2 separate regions of the Capsicum annuum genome follow, and region 1 is linked to region 2. A link is a contact called in public Hi-C data. All regions are on one chromosome and are shown on one strand. The core of a region is the stretch at or near the end of the contact, and the rest is flanking DNA. Distances in the headings are between cores, read along the strand shown. Region 1 holds the start of LOC107870140 (THO complex subunit 4D). Region 2 holds the start of LOC107870139 (15.7 kDa heat shock protein, peroxisomal).

Region 1 (5,670 bases), core at 2,698-5,197, 140 kb before region 2:
ACTATCTTCAAGCAAGCCATTCTGCCATGGCATATTCTTGGTTCTGCGGAAATTCTGAAGCAAGAACGCCCAAAAGATATCCAGGTGTAAAGTTAAAAGTAAGCACGCTACCAAAAAATAAGACAAATTAACCATTCTTCAAGATTAAATCAGATATCACCAGTTTCCCATCGAACTAGGAGGAGTTTCTTACGTCGAATTGCTCAAAAAAGGAATGTAACCTAATAGAGAAATGGGAATGAACTATGCACAAAAAGTGTTGGTGGAAATGGAGGATTTGACCCACTGCACATCAACACGTCCTTACACAAAAGGTAAGAGCTCCACTTTTGATGTTCAGTGAAGGAAGCCACCTTTGCAGAAAGGCCATGTACTAGATCGTAACAGAAGATCTTGACACTGTAGCAGTTCCACATATTGCATTTGGATCCATCACGACAATCTCAAAGTGCAAACTCCCTTTTTAAACCAGTGGTGAGAAACTACAGCAATTGCTATTATATAGTGATGACAAGAGACGGTTAATAAAGTACACCCTCTAGATGTTATGGAAATTAAATCGTGAAAGCTCTTTAATTTTTCCAGTTATTGAAGCACCTCTAGCAACATGCTACAAAGAAGCCATGTATGCCAGAACAGGGCCACCTGAATATCCCGTTTTATCAAAATCCATTGCGAATTCCTGGAAGAAAACCCTTTCGAATGGAAGAAGTTTGAGGATCATCGATACTTGCACTACCATTTCAACAGCTTATTATGGCTGAACAGAAGTGGACTTTCTCCTTGGAGCCAAACATATCAATATCTCTTGAATGTCAATTCTAAAGCAAATATTCAGAGAACCTTCAGTTTCATTTCTAAAGCATATCAAATTGTCTAGGAAATGCAAAAGACTTCGACAGTTTCGAGCTTGCCTTGGCAATTCTGTTGGCAGATGGCCGAGCATTTACACCAAGTGCCCCTCTACGAGGAGCTCCTGTTGTTCTTCCACCTCTAAATGATCCTCCTTGCCCTCTTCCACGTCGGGCCCTGCCTTGTCCTCTACCTCCTTTCTCACTATTTCTCCTACTTTTTATCATATCTTCAAGAGTCATATCCAAGGAAGCCATGGAAGTATTCAGAACAATAAACCAGCAGCTAAAAGAATCAAATCTGTAAGCAAGAATAAAATAGTTATAAGTATTTGGTAGTAAGAATGGATGAAACGTAGAAACTAGAAGTAGAAACATTAGACAACATCCAGAGCAACGAAAATCAGAATACACTTGCTAACAAGTTAAGAAAATCCTATTCAATAACACTATGAATGTTACTCAAAAACACAGATGATTGGGCAAATGGACAGCGTCATCGACAATGCAAGTTTTATATCAACAAAGTAATCCGATAATTTCAGAAGTAATCAACAAAGTTTTATATCAAGAAAAGAAGTGCAGAATCTAATATCTAATCATTTGTGTAGTACATCTGCTCCCATGTTTAGCTCAATCAATTTAAGTACACTTGTAAACAAATATTGAAAAATCAGAGATCAATAAACCAAATAATTACGCCTCAAAGAATATGTTATTTAGCTCTCTACATTCATTCTTCAGCTTATTGAGGAAAACTTATAGTCATCGAGTCAAAAGATCGCAGGTCCACAATAATAGATAAACCTATTTCCAAAAGCAATCTGTCCCCAATTTATACAAATATGAATTAAATCCATGAAGAACTACAGCAAAAGAAAGAAAAAAGCATCAAACGTGATCTAAATAAACATGTACTAAACACACACATATACACGGAGTCACAGACAGATGTAAATCCGCAAATCAGCACACAGGTAATTCATCCATAATAAAAATTGGAAAAGCTACGTTACACGGATTACTTATTGGTTTCATGCCCAATCTGGATGTACAAATATCAAATAAGGGTATGTGCAATTCTTTGCCAATTCATCATGTATGCAAGAAATCACCACAAAAATCTCCTTTACCCATTCCACACCCGGTCAACACGGGTAAATACATACACCAATTCAAAAGACGGTCCATACAACAATAATGAAATCTAACCACACAGAGAGAGAAGTCCATCTGCGAACCAGCACACAGGTAAATCCGTCCTAACAAAGCTTGAACCTTCACAACCTATGTTACACGGATTTCTCAGCCGGTTCATACCCAACTCAGATGCACAAATATAAAATAACGATTTGTGCCATTTTTTGCTAATTCATCATGTATCCATGAAATCCACACAAAAAAATTTATTTACCAATTCCCACCAGGTCAACCAGGGGTAAATATATACAACAATACGAAAACCGATCCATACATCACACACACAGATGTGTACATCTGCAAATCAGCACACAGGCAAATTCATCCATAACGAAACTTGAAACTTTCCAACCTCTCACAGATATTCCTCAACGGATTCATACTCGACCCAGATGCGCAAATATCCGATACGTGTATGTCCAACTTCTTGCTAATTCATCATGTATTCAAGAAATCCACACAAAAAAAATTCCTTTACCCAATTCACACCCGGTCAACAGAGTTACATACATACATACATACATGTATACATACAACAACAACATATCCAATCTGCAAATCAGCACACAGACATAACAAAGGTGTTCCTTTACAACCAACATCACATGGACTCCCCTTCACGGATTCAAACCCAACCCAGATTCGCAAATAACAATTCCGATTATCTACAGTTTTTTACTAATTCATCGTATAATCAAGAAATCCACAAAAAAGATCTCCTTTACCCAATTCACACCAGGTCAACACAGCTACATACATACAATAACATATCCAATCTGCAAATCAGTACACATGTAAAGAACCTTCACAACCGCTCCAAATCCGAACCAAATTCCCAAAGATCAAACGCGGGTATACGTCATTTTTTGCTAATTCATCATATATTCAAGAAATCCACACAAGAGACCTCCTTTACCCAATTCACACCCGGTCAACACAGCGACATACATACAACAACAACAACATAATATCCAATCTGCAAATCAGTACACATGTAAATACATCCATATCAAAATTCAAACCTTCACAACCGCTCCAAATCGCAAATATCAAACATGGGTATACCCCATTTTTAGCTAATTCATCATGTATTCAAGAAATCCACACAAAAGACCTCCTTCACCCAATTCACACTCGGTCAACACAGCTACATACAACAACTACTCCAATCTGCAAACCAGCACACATGTAAATACATCCGTAACAAAACTCGAACCTTCACAACTGCTCCAAATCTGAACCAAATTCGCAAATATCGAACACAGGTATACCCCCATTTTTAGCTAATTCATTATGTATTCAAGCAATCCACATAAAAAAAAATCCCTTTCACCCACCCCTGCCCTCCTCCTAAGGATTAAAGAGTCCGTTTCCAAAAGACCCTCGACTGAAGTAACACATATCAAAGCAGCTAAAAAAAATATAAACATAAATTACAAAAACACAAAAACTACAACCACAACAACAATAACAATAACAACAACAACAACAACACAAAAACTACAACAATAACAATAACAACAACAACAATAAAAACAGGAATAACAATAATAATAGCGAGAAAAGAACTGAAAAATTACCAAGATCTGAAGCAAAAGAGCAAGAATTGAACAAATCTAGGATTCTTGAAGGAAGGTGTATCGAGAAATAGGTGAGGGGATGGTGGAAAAAGTGTAAAGATTTGAACTTTAATGGGTTAAAGATTGGATTTTTACTAATGGGGTCGAAGGAAATTCAAGAAAAGAGATTTGATCTAGAGGGAGGGAGATCTGTTAAGGGAATTTTGGAGGCAGCTTTAGGGATTTTTGGTGAATTTGTATACAAGATGGTAGAAGAGTAATAACGGGTAAGGAGTTTTGTAGGGGGTGGGGTGGGGTGGGGTGGGGTGGGGTGGGGTATGGGGGTAAGTGATTTGAGGTGAAAAATAATGACACGGTTTGGCCCATTATTGTTCATGAAATTCAAAGATGGGCTTTTTGATAGGCCCAAAATCTTTTTTTGACCAACAATATAAATTCCGACGGTATTACAGAAAATCTCGACATTTATAATTATTAAATTTTAATTTTGAGTCTATCAAAATATATAATTAACTCCCGATTTACTCAACAAAGATAGATTTTTTCCTTTGTAAAGATACATAATTAGCTTCCGACGAAATACATAATTAACTCCCGATATATCCAACGAAGATAGATCTTTTCCTTTGTAAAGATACATAATTAGCTTTCGATACATATTTTTTGATTTTGGGTCCATCGACACAATACATCCGATGAAGATACATTTTTTTTCTTGTAAAAGATACATAATTAGCTTTCGATATATCTTTAAAAAATATTTCGAGTTTATCGATATACATAATTAGCTTCTCGATACATCCGATGAAGATACATAATTGGTTGAGATTTTTATAATTACTTTGTAAGAGTGAAAATTAGTGTAAATATAGTAAGTTGAGGTGTATGTTTATGTTATTTTAGCTTTTTTGTTTTTTTGGCAACTCCCACAAACTCTGCCTTTAGGTTGAGCACTTTGCGGTAACTTTCTCAGTGTGTAATAGCTCGTAAATCACATAAAAGATACAAACTGCACTAAGCAAGCTGCATGCAATGAGCTCGTGTTGAGTGGCAGACGGAGACTGGATTCGATTCCACCACTTCCTAACCACTCAATCATGCCTTTGCAGGCAATTTTTGATATCTCTTATCGTCTGTTTATTTTGATTTGGTTATCGCACTGTTTCATTATTGTTGTTGTTCTTTTACTAAAGGCATAATATATAAATGTGTCTTTTAACTTAACCTTAGTTGGCATTTATGCCCTCCAACTCTAGTATGTAAAAGTAGTCACTCAAACTTGTATAAAGTTGAATAGGTAAACATATGTTAGATGACATCGATGTCAGATGAAACCAAGTTAAATGACACGTTTATTTATGATGCTTTTTCTAATTACTATGTACTATAACTTTCCTTATTAGTTGTCATGTTTTCTTTGCTTCAGTATTTTATTCTCGGTAACTGTTTTAATTTGCTACACTTAAGTTGATGATCTTTTAGAAGTGATTTCTTTGTCTCTATGAGGTGAGATAAAATGGCATGCATTCTATTCTGGTCAGACCTGACCTTTTGAATTGCACATGATGTTGTTATTTGGGCCTCACTTGATAGGTTAGGGCCCAACATCTGCAAGTACAAAACAATGCCATTTTGGGCCTTGTAATTCATTAAAAGGTTTCTGGCCCAAATGCTTTTTGGGCCTTTGTTTTCTCCAATATTTCATTGTAGCTGGTTCCAGAGCAATGGCAAATAGGGTTGGGTGTTCGGTCGGTTCGGTGTATTTGTTTAATATCGATTCGGTTTTCAGATTGACAAAAATAACATCCGTAACTAAATCAAAATAAATTTGGTTTGGTTCGATTTTTACAAATTCGGTTCGGTTATTTCGAATTTTTATTTCGATTTGAAATATTAAAGTAGTTAGCCTCTCATTTTCATAACTGAACATTTAAAATTGATGGGTTTTTTTAGAAAAATTATTTTTTTCAAACCTGTTTTTCATTCCTAAATATAAATAACTATAAATAACTCAACATGGATGAAATGAAATGAAATAA
Region 2 (6,114 bases), core at 1,621-4,120:
ATTAATATTTTTATTCCTTTTCATTTTTACCTTATTGATGAAGTTGAAAGAAACTGCAAACTTAACTTTATTTCTTGAAGTAAAATTCATCATAAAAGGTAAAATTGAATATATTATTATTTCTTTCCTTAGACATAAATTCAGGAGATATAAAATATTAATAAAATTAAGACTTTTTAAAATATGTATATACAAGAATGATGTACATAATTTATACTCCAAAGTTGGACCCACATTATGACGTAACAACAACAATAATAACACATTGAATGTAATTCTATAAATAAGGTCTGCAAAGATAAAGCGTACGCAGATTTCACCTCTTTCTTTATGAGATAGACCCTCGACTTAACGGGAAAAAAATTCAAAGCTGGTAATAAAAAAATATATAACAAAATAGCACGATACACTTTCTTCTGTTGGTCAAAATTTGTGAATTATACCTTTTTCCACCAAATTCATAAAATACTAATTTAGAATTGAAGATTAATAATAGTAGTAAAAAATACCCAACTTTTGGATATAGAAATTAATTCTTATTTTATACAAATTTTATTCTACAAGTAGGTACTAATTAAAAATATTGTAGACAACCAAATGTTGTTGAATAAATTAAACTACTTTCATAGTGCAAGAAGAAGGATTAAATTAACTTACAAAATTATGATTTGTCCAATTCATTTCAATTTTTTAAATTAGTGATTTGCCTACTTATTAGTTCAATCAATTTTGACCTCTCAAATTCATTCATTAAAAAGGGATTAAAGTGATTGAGTTTTAAATGTTACACGTGTAACTCCATAGTATTTCTTATTAAACTTAACACTATAAAATATATACTCCCTCACTCGTCCAAATTGGGATGACACAGCTATTAAGAAAAATAATAAATAACATGACTAATTTACCATAGTACCCCTATTAAATGATGTTTATATTTTAATTTACAGAAAAAGTAATTAATGCAAAGGGTAAAATATGGGGAAAAAAATTGTCTTGTCATGATAAGTAAAAAAAGACAAGTAAAATGGGACACCAGATTAGGAAATTTGAGACGGATAAAATGGGACGGAGGGAGTATTAAAAAATCATATTTTTATATGCCAAACCTAATGGATGTTTTCTTTTTTTATCTACTAATTAACTGCTTTGAGTTAACATAGAACAGAATTAGTTAAAGACCTTGTATTTTTATTGTTCTTTTGCTGAAAATAATATGAATTACTATATTAATTAAGACAAATTAGGTAAGTTAAACAGCTTCATTAGTCACCTCCATCACCAAATTTGTTTGATTTTATTACTCTCTCTTCCATATGTAATGGTGATCACACTGATGACACGTAGCATGCTCAGACTTAGTGAAATCGATAAGCAAATATCTCATCGTCTTGGAGATTTCTTGGGAGGAATACATAGTATATTCAGATCTAGTGGAATTGATATAGACAAATATTTCATTTTTCTTGAGACCCTTTTGGATGATGACGCACATAGCATGCTCAGATTTTATGGGATCGACAAATATTTCATCTTTCCGGAAACCTTTTAGGACGATGACGAGTAGCATGCTCAGAGCTAGTAAAATCGATAAGCAAATATCTCATCTTCCTGGAATTTCTTGGGAGGAATACGTAGTATGTTCAGATCTAGTGGAATCGATAAAAACAAATATTTTATTTTTTTGAAGACCCTTTGGGATGATGATACACATAGCATGCTCAGATTTTATTGGATCGACAAATATTTCATCTTTCCGGAGACCTCTTAGGACGATGACACGTAGCATGCTCAGATCTAGTGGAATTGATAAGCAAATATCTCATCTTCCTGGAATTTCTTGGGAAGAATACGCAGTATATTCAGATCTAGTGAAATCGATAAAAACAAATATTTAATTTTTTTTGGAGACCCTTTGGGATGATGATACACATAGCATGCTCAGATTTTATTTGATCGACAAATATTTCATCTTCCTGGAGACCTCTTAGGACGACGACACGTAGCATGCTCAGATCTAGTGAAATCGATTAAAACAAATATTTAATTTTTTTGGAGACCCTTTGGGAAGATGATAAATATAGCATGCTCAAATTTTATTGGATCGACAACTATTTCATCTTCCTGGAGACCTCTTAGGACGATAACATGTAGTATGCTCAGATCTAGTGGAATCAATAAAGACAAATATTTCAACTTTGAATATTGTCTGTTTTAGGCCTAAAATGTAAGACATGATCTAGTAAAGTCCAAACAACAGACTTTGGATCTGGGCTTAAGGCCCACAAAAAAATTTGGACATCTCTTTTAGATATGGGCCCATGCTAGATGGCCCAACTATTTATTATGTGACCTTACGTAGGGCGAAGTGCATAAATACCCGCTTATGAGACTTGTCATTTAATTTATATCCAGCGTTAAAATTTTCCGCTTTAGTCACAACTTCAGACATACGCAATTGAAGTTTGGAAATTTACATCTAACTTCGGATATTTTTATCTGAAGTGTCACACTGTGAAGGTCAAATATCGAATATTCTGGCTTGAAGTTTTGAATGGCTTGCCGAGACCAATTTCATAAGGCCATACTTCAAACATAAGACTCGTAATGTATAATTATACTATGTATCATTCTAAACCTCACTTGTGTGATTATTGTTGTTCGTAAATTCCGACCCCTACAAAATAACATGGGATATACATCCTTTGTTTTTCAGCCCAACAAATCCATATGGACCATCACTAATTCAAAGTCCAAGCCCAAACTTTCACAAATTAAAGCCCAATCCAAATTTCAAACTCAAGACCACAATAATTACCATAGGGATCTCCACATATAATCATCACTTACATCATCTTTCAATAATACCAAAATGATAATAAACCTTACAGAACCCTCTAGACCTTCTAGATTTATTTTTTTCTAGAAAAATCATTAAATCTCCATATCTCTTTATATATAAATTAAACAACTCTCCTCCAAAATTTCACAACAAATAAATAAAAATTAGAAAAAGGGAAAAAATTATGTCTATTTTTGGTGATCCATTTAGAAGATTTTTATTGAGTCCAACAATTTATAGAACATCATATGGTTCTAATGCTCTTCTTGATTGGATTGAATCTCCTAATGCTCACATTTTCAAAATTAATGTTCCAGGTTTAATTCTCTTTACTTTCATTTTCTTATTTTTCGTAATCACAGGCGAATTTAGAATTTAAAAGTTAAATTTAACAAAATATTAAAAGGAATAGTTATCATTACTTATTTTGATCCATTGTGTATATACTTTCTCTTGATTTCCGTGCCATCCGTGGCAAAGTCAGAAATTTAGTTATGTATCATTTAAATATGTGTAAATAGAATTAAAGAACGTTATCATGACCAATTGTGATAAATAGATGTTGTGTTTTATATATATATATATATATATATATTTAATTCGATGAAATTGTTTGATTTTTATTGATGTTTGTTCATAGATTTTATCATTCTATGCAAGCAAAAACTAAATAATTAATGAAAGATGTGTTAAAATCTTGAATTTTTTGCCATTTATATTAAGTAAATAAAATGCATTTGAATATAAATATATTGCAAGGTTTATATAATCGATTTTAACTTTTTTGAAATTTGGGATAGAGGAATAATTAAAGTTGCGAGTTCAGCTGAATTCAGTAATCTTGTATCAAAACCATGTAATATATATATATATATATACGCACACTAGCATCTCTTTTTACAAAATTATGTGCAAATATTAAAAGTTGGAACCTAGTACTAATTTACATAAGGAGTGAGTTTAATGGCATACGAAACACATAAAGTTTAAATTCTGAATCCACACGCACTCAAGGTCGAGGTATAATAGGAGTTGGATTACATACAAGGTTTTCTCTTTAAGATATTTTCGGAGGTTTAGCGGAAACAGACTCTCTACTTCACTATAAGGTAGTGGTATGGACTGTGTATATTTACATTTCCGAGGCCCCACTTTGTGGGAATATACTGAGTATGTCGTTGTTGTGGTTGTTGATGTTGATGATGTTTATGCAAAGTTTTGGAATGAATTTGACGGAGACATTAACCTCTCTACTTCATTCTAAGGTAGTGGTATGGATCGTGTATATTTACCTTCCCTTGTACTCACTTTGTGAGAATATATTGCGTATGTTCTTGTTATGGTTGTGGTTGTTGATGATGTTTATGCGAAGTTTTGGAATGAATTTGACGGAAACAACCTCTCCACTTCGTTTTAAGGTAGTGGTATGGACTGCGTGCATTTACCTTTCCAAACTCGCTTTGTGGGAATATATTGAGTATGTTGTTGTTGTTGTGGTTGTTGATGATGTTTATGCGAAGTTTGGGAATGAATTTGTCGGAAACAACCTCTCTACTTCATTCTAAGGTAGTCGTATGGACTGCGTACATTCACCCTCCCCAGACCCCAGTTTGTGTTGTTGTTGTTGTTGTTGTGATTGTTGATGATGTTTATGCAAAGTTTTGAAATAAATTTGATGGAAACAACCTCTGTACTTCATTCTAAGTTAGTGATGTGGACTGCGTACGTTTATCCTCCCCAACTCACTTTGTCAGAATATACTGGGTATGTTATCGTTGTTGATGTTGATGATGTTTATGCAAAGTTTTGGAATGAACTTGACAGGGTACAGCAAGGAGGACATAAAGGTGCAAGTTGAAGATGGCAATGTGTTGGTGGTGAAGGCGGAGGATCGAGGTGGCAAGAAGGACGAATACCACGGTAAGGACAAGGAGATAGTGTGGCACGTGGCGGAGAGAAGCGGAGGAGGAAAAGGCGGCGGGGATTTCTCGAGGGAAATCGAGTTGCCGGAAGATGTGAAGGTTGATCAAATCAAAGCTCAAGTTGAGAATGGTGTTCTTACTATTGTTGTACCAAAAGATGCAACTCCAAAACCATCTAAAGTTAGGAACATAAATATCACTAGCAAGCTATAAAATCTTTTCCGGATCTCGCACGCAGCAGCAAGAACTTTAGTGCACCGAGCTGTCCTTTTGGTTTTTGGAATAGTAAAAGTTAAGGATAGTTTGTTTATGTTGTCACAAAAAATGTGGGATTGGATGGATGTAACAAAAGTACTTGTAGAATAAATTTAAGTGTTTGTATCTGAAACTTTATTACCTGTGCGGATTCTTCTCTGTGTTGGATTCTTCAGAAATACACTAATTTTGGCGAATCTGACACGCACTTATTGACATTTTTGACGAATTCGAACAACATAGTAATCTCAACTAGAGTTCTCTTATTGCCCAGCTGCCACATACCTTCTTCACTCACGCACACACAGAACTAGAGCTGTTGGGGTTCTAGTTTTAATGTATTTTTGTCATCCTTTTAACTGACGTGACGTCTTTTGCCAACTTTTTTAGCTAACGTAGTACCTTTGACGTGTAGTTTATGTAATAAAGGTGTCACGTCATCACAATAGGGTGATAAAAATACGATAAAATTGAGTTCAGGAGGGTAATAGGACCCCTGCGAAGTTGGAGTGTTGTAGCGACTTTAACCATAGTTCGAGGGGATATTGGATGTTTATCTGTATTTTTTTTTTTTAAGGGGTATGTTTAGGTTGAGAATATCACTTATTTTAAAATCGAGAGAGGATAATTTTACAAAGAATAAATACATACGTTTAGCACGTAGCCACTTTTATTTACTTATGGATATTTAATTTATGCACATTAAGTTTTATTTAAATGTTTAAGCACCTTTCTTAATTCTTAAGTATAGACAAAAGATTCTTTTAATTGTCCATGTGTTCACATAGTCAAAGAAGAAGGCTTTATTAGTTAGTTAATTAAACAAATTTGAATGCAAAGGTTGGTGCTTTGCATTTTTCTTCATCTAACTAAAGAATTAAATACCCATAGCCACCACCAATCAGTGGCGGAGCCAGAATATTTATTAAGGGGTTTAAAATTGAAAAAAGTAAGTACACGAACTAGCCAAAAGGGATTCAACATCAATTATATATACATAAAAAATAATTGTTACCACATATAAATAACATAATTTTCCATTGAAGGGGTTCAGACGAACCTCTAACTACAAGGTGACTCCGCCACTGCCACCAA

The links. Hi-C and Micro-C count contacts between places; a contact is called where the count stands out from the background.
Region 1: a Hi-C map of leaf shows a contact between it and region 2, with 4 times the contacts expected there. The contact joins the promoter of LOC107870140 here to the promoter of LOC107870139 in region 2. A contact is called at or near these places in 5 of 5 Hi-C or Micro-C datasets (bud, leaf, pericarp and 1 more).

Annotation. Positions count from the first base shown.
Region 1 is chr5:2,780,579-2,786,248 of UCD10Xv1.1, reverse strand. LOC107870140 (THO complex subunit 4D) reads right to left here and starts at 3,947. Exons shown (of 7, transcript XM_016716570.2): 1 at 3,632-3,947; 2 at 915-1,152; 3 at 1-54. The coding sequence starts at 1,109.
Region 2 is chr5:2,637,665-2,643,778 of UCD10Xv1.1, reverse strand. It overlaps LOC107870139 (15.7 kDa heat shock protein, peroxisomal), which reads left to right and starts at 2,870. Exons shown (of 2, transcript XM_016716569.2): 1 at 2,870-3,159; 2 at 4,667-5,152. The coding sequence starts at 3,027. The coding sequence ends at 4,977.